2 separate regions of the Bombyx mori genome follow, and region 2 is linked to region 1. The links are chromatin contacts, called in public Hi-C maps. All regions are on one chromosome and are shown on one strand. The core of a region is the stretch at or near the end of the contact, and the rest is flanking DNA. Distances in the headings are between cores, read along the strand shown.

Region 1 (3,675 bases), core at 446-2,945:
GTCTTCTAGCAGTGTAGCTCCAGCTTTCGTCAGGATTTTAGTTGATTCTACATGACCACACGAAACTGCGTAATGCAGAGCTGTTTGACCACATTCATCGACTGCATCAATAGGACATCCTCCACTTAAGGCTGCACTTAGTGCGTTAATTGCATTTCTGTCAGCAGCCCAGTGTAGTGCAGTGAGGCCATCTTCGTCTTTCTCATATTTCAATTCCGGCTTCTTGATCAGAAGTTCCTTCACTCGCTCTCCGCAGTCTTCTCTGGCTGCATCAAGCAAAGAAAGCTCATTGTGCACGAGGTCTGGTTCAGGCGAATATCTCATTGATGAGACAGCTACCCATGTTTCCTTGGTATCAATATTTGTCTTTTGAGGTGTACCTGACCAGTCAGGATCATATTTTTTCAACAAAGCAATATATTTCTCCTTAGCCTCTTCACTGGGCATATCTTTAAGATTCTTCCAGGCCTCCCATTTCCTACGTCCTTTACCATCTAACCACCCAGGCTTTGGAGTGTTGCATTGACCTTCAGTACCTTGCTTGAACAACCCGTACAACTCCAAAAGTTGACCATTGGTTAATTTATTTGTAACCTTTCTAAGATGGTCAGCTGCCTTATTGAACAAGCTGTCCAATGGAGACTGATCTTCATCTGAAAAATCTGAGTCTGGATAGTCTGGAAGAGCCTCAGCCATTTTAAAAACTAACTAAAATTCAGAATATCTAATTATTTTGCAATTGAACACTTAAGTTGAAACCTTCAAGTGTGTGAATCTGCTTATTAGTTGCATCAGCTGCAGCTGAGGGACTAGTAAATTCAATGAAACCGTAGCCCTTGCTGAGGCCCGTTGATCGATCGAATACTACTCTTGCACTCTGCACTGGACCAAATTGTGAGAAATATTCTCGTAGTTGTCGATGGCCAACTGTCCAGGCAAGGTTGCCTACATACAGGCGGGCTGCTCTTGCCGTACTGGCCATAACCTATAATGATACTATTTCCAACAGGTGTAAGGAGCGTTCGCCGATCAAAGCCCTGTAGTCAACACCAGAGCTTTCACTGAGTGAGTCCAGGTCCAGAAGTGCACCTTTGAGTCCCCACTTCTTCAGTAGAGCTTCAATAGACCAGTCTGTGCTGCGTTCCTGGTAAGAACACAAAAAACGCGCGTCAGTGCCTTCAAGCAGATACGCTACAGTTGATAGTACTTCTTCGAATTGTGATGGCTCGTAAAAGCAATCGGACGCAAGAATCAGATCTACCGGACGTAAGTTATGTAGATCACCCAAAAACAAGCCCCATGTGAGACCTACTATCTGCAAGTCACGATTGGGTACCAAGCCGTTAGCTTCACAACAAGCAGAAAGGTGACGAAGCGATCTCGGTAATGTTAGACTGTCGGTGAGGGTTACGAGCGCTCCGCACTTCGCGGCGAGTATTCCCGGCAGTCCTGTTCCGCAACCTAACTCCAACACTCTCAGACCGCGAATATGTCGCCTTTGCGTCCACAAGTACCAAGCTAGCAGAGGCGCAGATGGCCACGTGTAAAACGAATAACCGGCTGACAATAGCTCCGGGATAACAATCTCCAAATATTCACCTCGAGTGTCGCCGTTTGTAGAGGATCTTGCGCGGAAAACAAACTTCTTTAGCTGACCACTTACAGGCCTACCATCGCTCATTGCATAAGCTAAAATATTGCTTGAAGGCTATTGGAAGGATTAAACTAGGTTGACACTATTAGTTGGCACCTGACAGATTTGACAGTAGTAGTTCCAATTTTCCAACTAGAAAGGCGAAGATATCACACCACATAGCGTTGATTAATTTGAAACATTAAACAATTGGGATAAAATTAAAAGAAATGAGACGACATGAGATAGCCATGGAGTTAATATGACATAGACTCAGTAAAGTGGTGGGTTTTTTATTGAAACTTTTCGGTGGACTTTTTGGAAGATTCTGAAAAGCTACGTCCAGTGGTTTTGTTTCACTATCCCACATTTGTGCACTTCTAGAGCTACTAGGTAACGTTAAGTTTACAAAGTACGTCGTAAAAGTAGTTGTACTGTAATTTTTTGAAGGTAACACATTAGGAACCTTATCATTTTTAACAATTATTATTATGAAGGGTAGAGGTAGAGAGAACCGTCTCATATGGGAGAAGCTTGAAAAAGTGTCCCACTTTCAGCACTACATAACAGTTCAAAAATCCTCCAGAATGGCGCTAGCATAGGCACAGGGTATGTTATGAATTGAGCAGTTGTTAACTGATTAACTGACTAAGTCACGGTCCATTAACTGATGGACCGTGACTTAGTAATTGTAATATTTGTAATATATTGTAATATATTGTAATATACAAGACCTCACATGTTTACGTAGTCCAAACTAATTTCGTCAATATAACCTAAAATTATTGCTGTGGTAAAACGTAGAGACATCGATTGCATTTTCTTATCAGCTTTAAATAAAATACCTTTTGTGATTTAGTAGTGCTTACAGTTCTTTCGACTTTTTTTATTTCTCTATCTTATTCTAATAACTTTCATCGCCTTTTTTAAAATTTGCCCGGTTGCTACTGTAGCGCCACCATTATTTAGCAGATTTTATCGGACACTTTTCACAACAGAGACGGTTCTCCTTACCTCTACCCTCCATGAATGATTTTAAAAAGAAACAAGTTTAATTACCATGACATGGGGTAAATTGGGATCCTGGGGTAAATTGGGACAAACCTGCGGAAGATTCTCAAAGTACCTGTAGCACGGAGTCTACCTAATTTTGTTTATGTTAATATTTATCAATGTATAGAAGAAAAACCAAGCTAACTATGGAAGTACTAAATATGAGTTAAGTTGGTCCCAAAAATTCGTCAAATTAAATTGAAAATAGTGGTTGAAAAGTGCGTTTTAAAACAGCTTACAGAACTTTTAAAAAAAGTAATGTTATCGTTGTTTTTTTAATAAGATCACAGTTTATATAAGTTTTTAATACACCTGGAAATACCACAACAAACGGTAAGTTGTAATATTCTTATTTTAAATACAATATTTCGACAAAATAAAAAATGTATATTTTTTCCTTTCTTTTTGGGGAAAATTGGGACGTATGTAGGGTAATTGGGAACGAGACTGGAAAAATTAGGGACGAGAAAACACAAAATTGGAACGCCAAAAGACAAAATAGGGATGGCTTGTTAGGGTTGTCACTGATATCTTATAATAGATTTTTTAGCCTATACTATCACTTAATTGCGTGATGTAAAGAAGGTTAATGTGTTTATCAGTTAGTTTATGTAAGTATTATAGGTAAAAGAAAAGTATATATATAATTACTTTTTTTTCGCGACATTTACCTTGTAATATCTGCCCGGTCGTATGTTCTTTATAGCAATAAAAAAAATTAAAAGTTAAAAGAACTCAAACGAATCAAAACTTATGTTATTTCAGAATCTATTCACGCGTCGAATCATGATTTTGTTAACATTCAAAACGCACACACAAATAAAAACAGGCCTCAGATTTTAAATGTAACATTAATTAAAAATCCGAGATATCCAATTATGAGTGAGTGAATTAATTGAGTTTAGTTATTTAGCTTAGAAAGAATTTCTTTTATTTTTGTTATTATTGGCAGTAATCAGATAAAGCTGTTTTTTTATCTTATTCACCTG
Region 2 (3,675 bases), core at 405-2,904, 51 kb before region 1:
AACTCATTTTTCTCTACTTCGCGGCAAAAATAGGCAAGATTATGGTACCTAAAAATGCGAGCTGACAATTAAACGTCTAATGACAAGTTACGAAAATTTCACTAAATTAGTTTCTATTTGTAAGTAAGATAAGGTTATTTTCGACAGTTTAAATTTTTTTGTAATAGTTTAAATAATATTAAGCTTCATTAGATTCAGATTCTTTTTTTCTCGCCTTCCTGTTTCATTGTCAATCAATCAAACATTTAGATACTAGGGTCACCACCATAGTTCTTATTTTTCACATTACACATTTTTGCATAAGTCGAAGTTGACAGCCCTAGCGCGACCGAACGTGGACACATAAATACGAAGTACACAGATTAGTTTTTCAATTTCCTTCTGCACTTCTCCGGGTTTTGTGGTATCTTAATATAAAATCTCCTGATCAGTTCAAGTGTTACCTTCACTGCTGGGCAAGTTCTGACTCTGGCTGCTGCTGGCGCTACTCCTCGTGCTTTCGGTGGAGCCATCGGTCTCGTCCTATTTAACAAAACATTTTAGGTCAATTAGAAAAAATAACCATAGGGCTACCCGAAGCTTAATATGCAGTGCCAAATCGTGAGAGAATAATACCCAAATCTTTTTTTTAATGTATTTTTTTTTAAGTTTATATAATTGTCATTTGAATTAATAAGATCGAATCAGGAAGCTCCAGGGCGACAAATTTAACAGTGTCGTAAATGTGTGCACTAAAAAACATGCAGCGCTGATCAGACAACCCTAGATTATATTTGGCACTACATCCCTCATACATTTTGCGCAGTGTGTAATCTCATATGCATGGAATGTGGTGTACATATGTATATTTATAATATGAACATTATTTAGCTTCTCCTATAAAATATTTAACCCCTTAACGAAAGCATATTTTTAAATTAATTTATCGTAAGATACTTAGTACAGTTATATAGGTAAAGTTTCAACTACATCATAATACACGATTATCGATAATCAATCTAATCGATTTTTTTGTTTACAAATCGATTCGATAATTTTTTTAACCTATTATTTTGGTAACATTTACCACAACACCAACTAACTACATATTAAAAAGCAAGCTACGATTAGAAAAAAGCGGAAAGCACAAGCGAAACGCATGATTTTTTAATAATGAAATAAATGTAAGCCATTACGTGAATTTGTTAATACGGAAATATTGTCGTCTCTTTCATTCTAATAGGAGAACGACTAGAACGAAAAAGACAGAGCTTTTCGGAACCGTATTCAAATCGTAATGATGTAAACGAATTCGATATTCAATTGAATACAGCCACAAGTCGGGAGTGTTAGTGTAATGACGTCACAACTATAAGTATAAGTGCCTGTGTCCAGTCGATTTGGCGACCTAAGCACGTATAGATACCGCGGCAGCGTCGTATCACTCCTCATCGACAACATTACACGCGGGATGGTAGTGGAGGAGGGCGGAATGTGACGGGGAGGATACTTTCATAATCATTTATAATTTTGTTCTAAAATCAATTTTATTGCTTTAGTAACTATTAGCCGTTTGATGGGCTCGTCACACCCCGCTGCCCCGTCCATCCGTTTCCTTACCTCCGAGTCCTCCATCGAGCTGGTCGTGGTCCTCCGGCGTCGTGTCCGCGGCGACCTCTCCGGAGAGACCCCGCCTGTCGGCGTACTAAAGTGGTTCTCGTCGAACGTCAACGTGTCTTCTATAACTGGTTGTTCGCTGCGCGCTTCGTTCGTTGTTTCATCGTTAAGATCGTTTCCATTGTTCTCGGTTTGCTGTAGAACGTTTCCATTGTCGACGGTGTCTTGACTAGCCTGATCGTTATCGTCTGCGTCGTCTTGAGCGTTTGTGTTGTTTCCGTCTCTTTCTGTCTCATCGGCTTCCGTATTGACCGTCTCATTGACAGCTTCGTCCCTGCTAATCTCATTAGCGCAGACAACGTCGTCGTCTTCTCTTGTATCATTATTGCTTAAACTACTATCAATATTATCACAGTCGGTTACACTAATGTTAGTCGCTATCCTTGGCTCTGGTTCGTTTTCGTTTCTCCTCAATTCCGGCGACCTATCGGGCGTGGCGAACGGGGTTTCTTCGGCTGACGTCACTTCCGAGTTCGTACTGTTTACATCCCCCTGTCAGAGATTACATTAGTTACGAACGTCCAAACTTACGCAGGCAATTGAGAGTTTACTTTATTACGGCCAACGAAGCAAGCGTTATTCGGTTATAAGCCGCATGAATTTAGGTTAAGTCTTTATTTTATTAAAAGAAAACCAGTCGTGAAGCTTTGGCAGTTCTCAAACGCCACCGGTATATCGGCGCATCGAATTTCACCACTCAACTGCTCGGATAAGTTTGTGTTTGCCCGTCGATGGCTACGTGCGCGGAATTGTCTACGCCGATGCCGGCAGCACCACACAATGTGTTACCGATCCGTTGTGATCCAAATCTGTTAGTTTGTTAAATGAAGAACGCCTAATGAATGATGCCTCTATGATTATCGAAACGTGCAGTCATTTCCGTGAAGAGATATTTATAAAATAATCAATCAATATATATTTGTATACCTTTAGAATTGAAGTGGCTTAATCTAAAATACTTGTTTTTTTTTTTTTTGTAAACGCCAAAAATAAGAATTGTAATTTTTCAATTTTGATTTTAATACTTTAAGCCTTAAAGCGTACACCTTAAAGTTTAAAGTATGCGCTTCATTTAAAAGTGATGGAAAGTGTACTTTGTCTTTTTCGAGCAAAAATTTAAATTTTGTTTTATAAACTGATAGAATACAATGTTTATAAGTCGTTCAAAGTATAAGACTCATTTTCTTAAAATGTTAACTTTAGCCACTTCAATCCTTTAAGTGCGATATTATTATATACTAATAATAAAAAAATTAGTCTTTGGGACAATGAATTAATTCGTGGTTTCGCGTTAACCACCTTCGAACACAATTGACGCACGGCAGATTAACTTGATCTAAGCGTGCCACCTCTGTCAGAACATAGTGCAACATTTTATCTTAATACTTATACTAAAATAATCGAGACAGATCAAAATTTGGTGATTATTATGGATTAGATTTAGAAAGCGGCTTGACTCCGCCCCTGGCATTGCTGACGTCCATGAGCGACGGTAACCACTCACCATCAGATGAGCCGTACGCTCGTCTGCCTAAAGGGGCAATAAATTTTTTTATTCAAAACGCGCAAATAATAAAATTACATTGTAACCCGATTACAGGATACATTTTTATTATTGCTTAGATGGGTGGACGAGCTCACAGCCCACCTGGTGATAAGTGGTTACTGGAGCCCGTAGACATCTACAACGTAAATGCGCCACCCACCTTGAGATATAAGTTCTAAGGTCTCAAGTATGTTACAGCGGCTGCCCCACCCTTCAAACCGAAACGCATTACTGCTTCACGGCAGAAATAGGCAAGGTCGTACCTAACCGGGCGGACTCACAAGAGGTCCTACCTACCACTAGTAAAGTTACCTACTTAAAAAAATTTAAATGTTGCATATTTTTTTATACTTCACGAAAATGGCTACACGATCGTTCAAAAAAATGAAAACTATAAAATTATATTCAAACAAATTTGGTTTGCAAGTGATGTATGTATATACGAGTATGTATGTATGCATTGTTAGTGTTTA

Evidence for each region. Hi-C and Micro-C count contacts between places; a contact is called where the count stands out from the background.
Region 2: a Hi-C map of whole pupa shows a contact between it and region 1, with 1.9 times the contacts expected there. The contact joins the enhancer-like site here to the promoter of LOC693090 in region 1. A contact is called at or near these places in 2 of 7 Hi-C or Micro-C datasets (both in whole pupa).

The regions. Positions count from the first base shown.
Region 1 is chr19:1,928,794-1,932,468 of ASM3026992v2, reverse strand. LOC693090 (acyl-CoA-binding domain-containing protein 6-like) reads right to left here and starts at 1,695. Exons shown (of 2, transcript NM_001046843.1): 1 at 1,600-1,695; 2 at 1-1,144. The coding sequence starts at 696. It overlaps LOC101738122 (CCR4-NOT transcription complex subunit 11), which reads left to right. Exons shown (of 11, transcript XR_009975632.1): 11 at 1-1,688. LOC134200636 (a long non-coding RNA gene) reads right to left here and starts at 3,455. Exons shown (of 2, transcript XR_009975636.1): 1 at 2,693-3,455. LOC134200638 (a long non-coding RNA gene) reads left to right here and starts at 2,964. Exons shown (of 2, transcript XR_009975638.1): 1 at 2,964-3,019; 2 at 3,452-3,675.
Region 2 is chr19:1,979,295-1,982,969 of ASM3026992v2, reverse strand. It overlaps LOC101740542 (E3 ubiquitin-protein ligase Nedd-4), which reads right to left. Exons shown (of 19, transcript XM_062673870.1): 9 at 444-522. The region is part of intron 1 of LOC134200636 (a long non-coding RNA gene); the gene reads right to left. Among protein-coding and RNA genes, the nearest start is that of LOC101740410, 19 kb to the left of the region's middle. Within about 2 kb of position 1,654, at least 4 of the 8 cell types and tissues checked have open chromatin away from gene starts, as enhancers often do.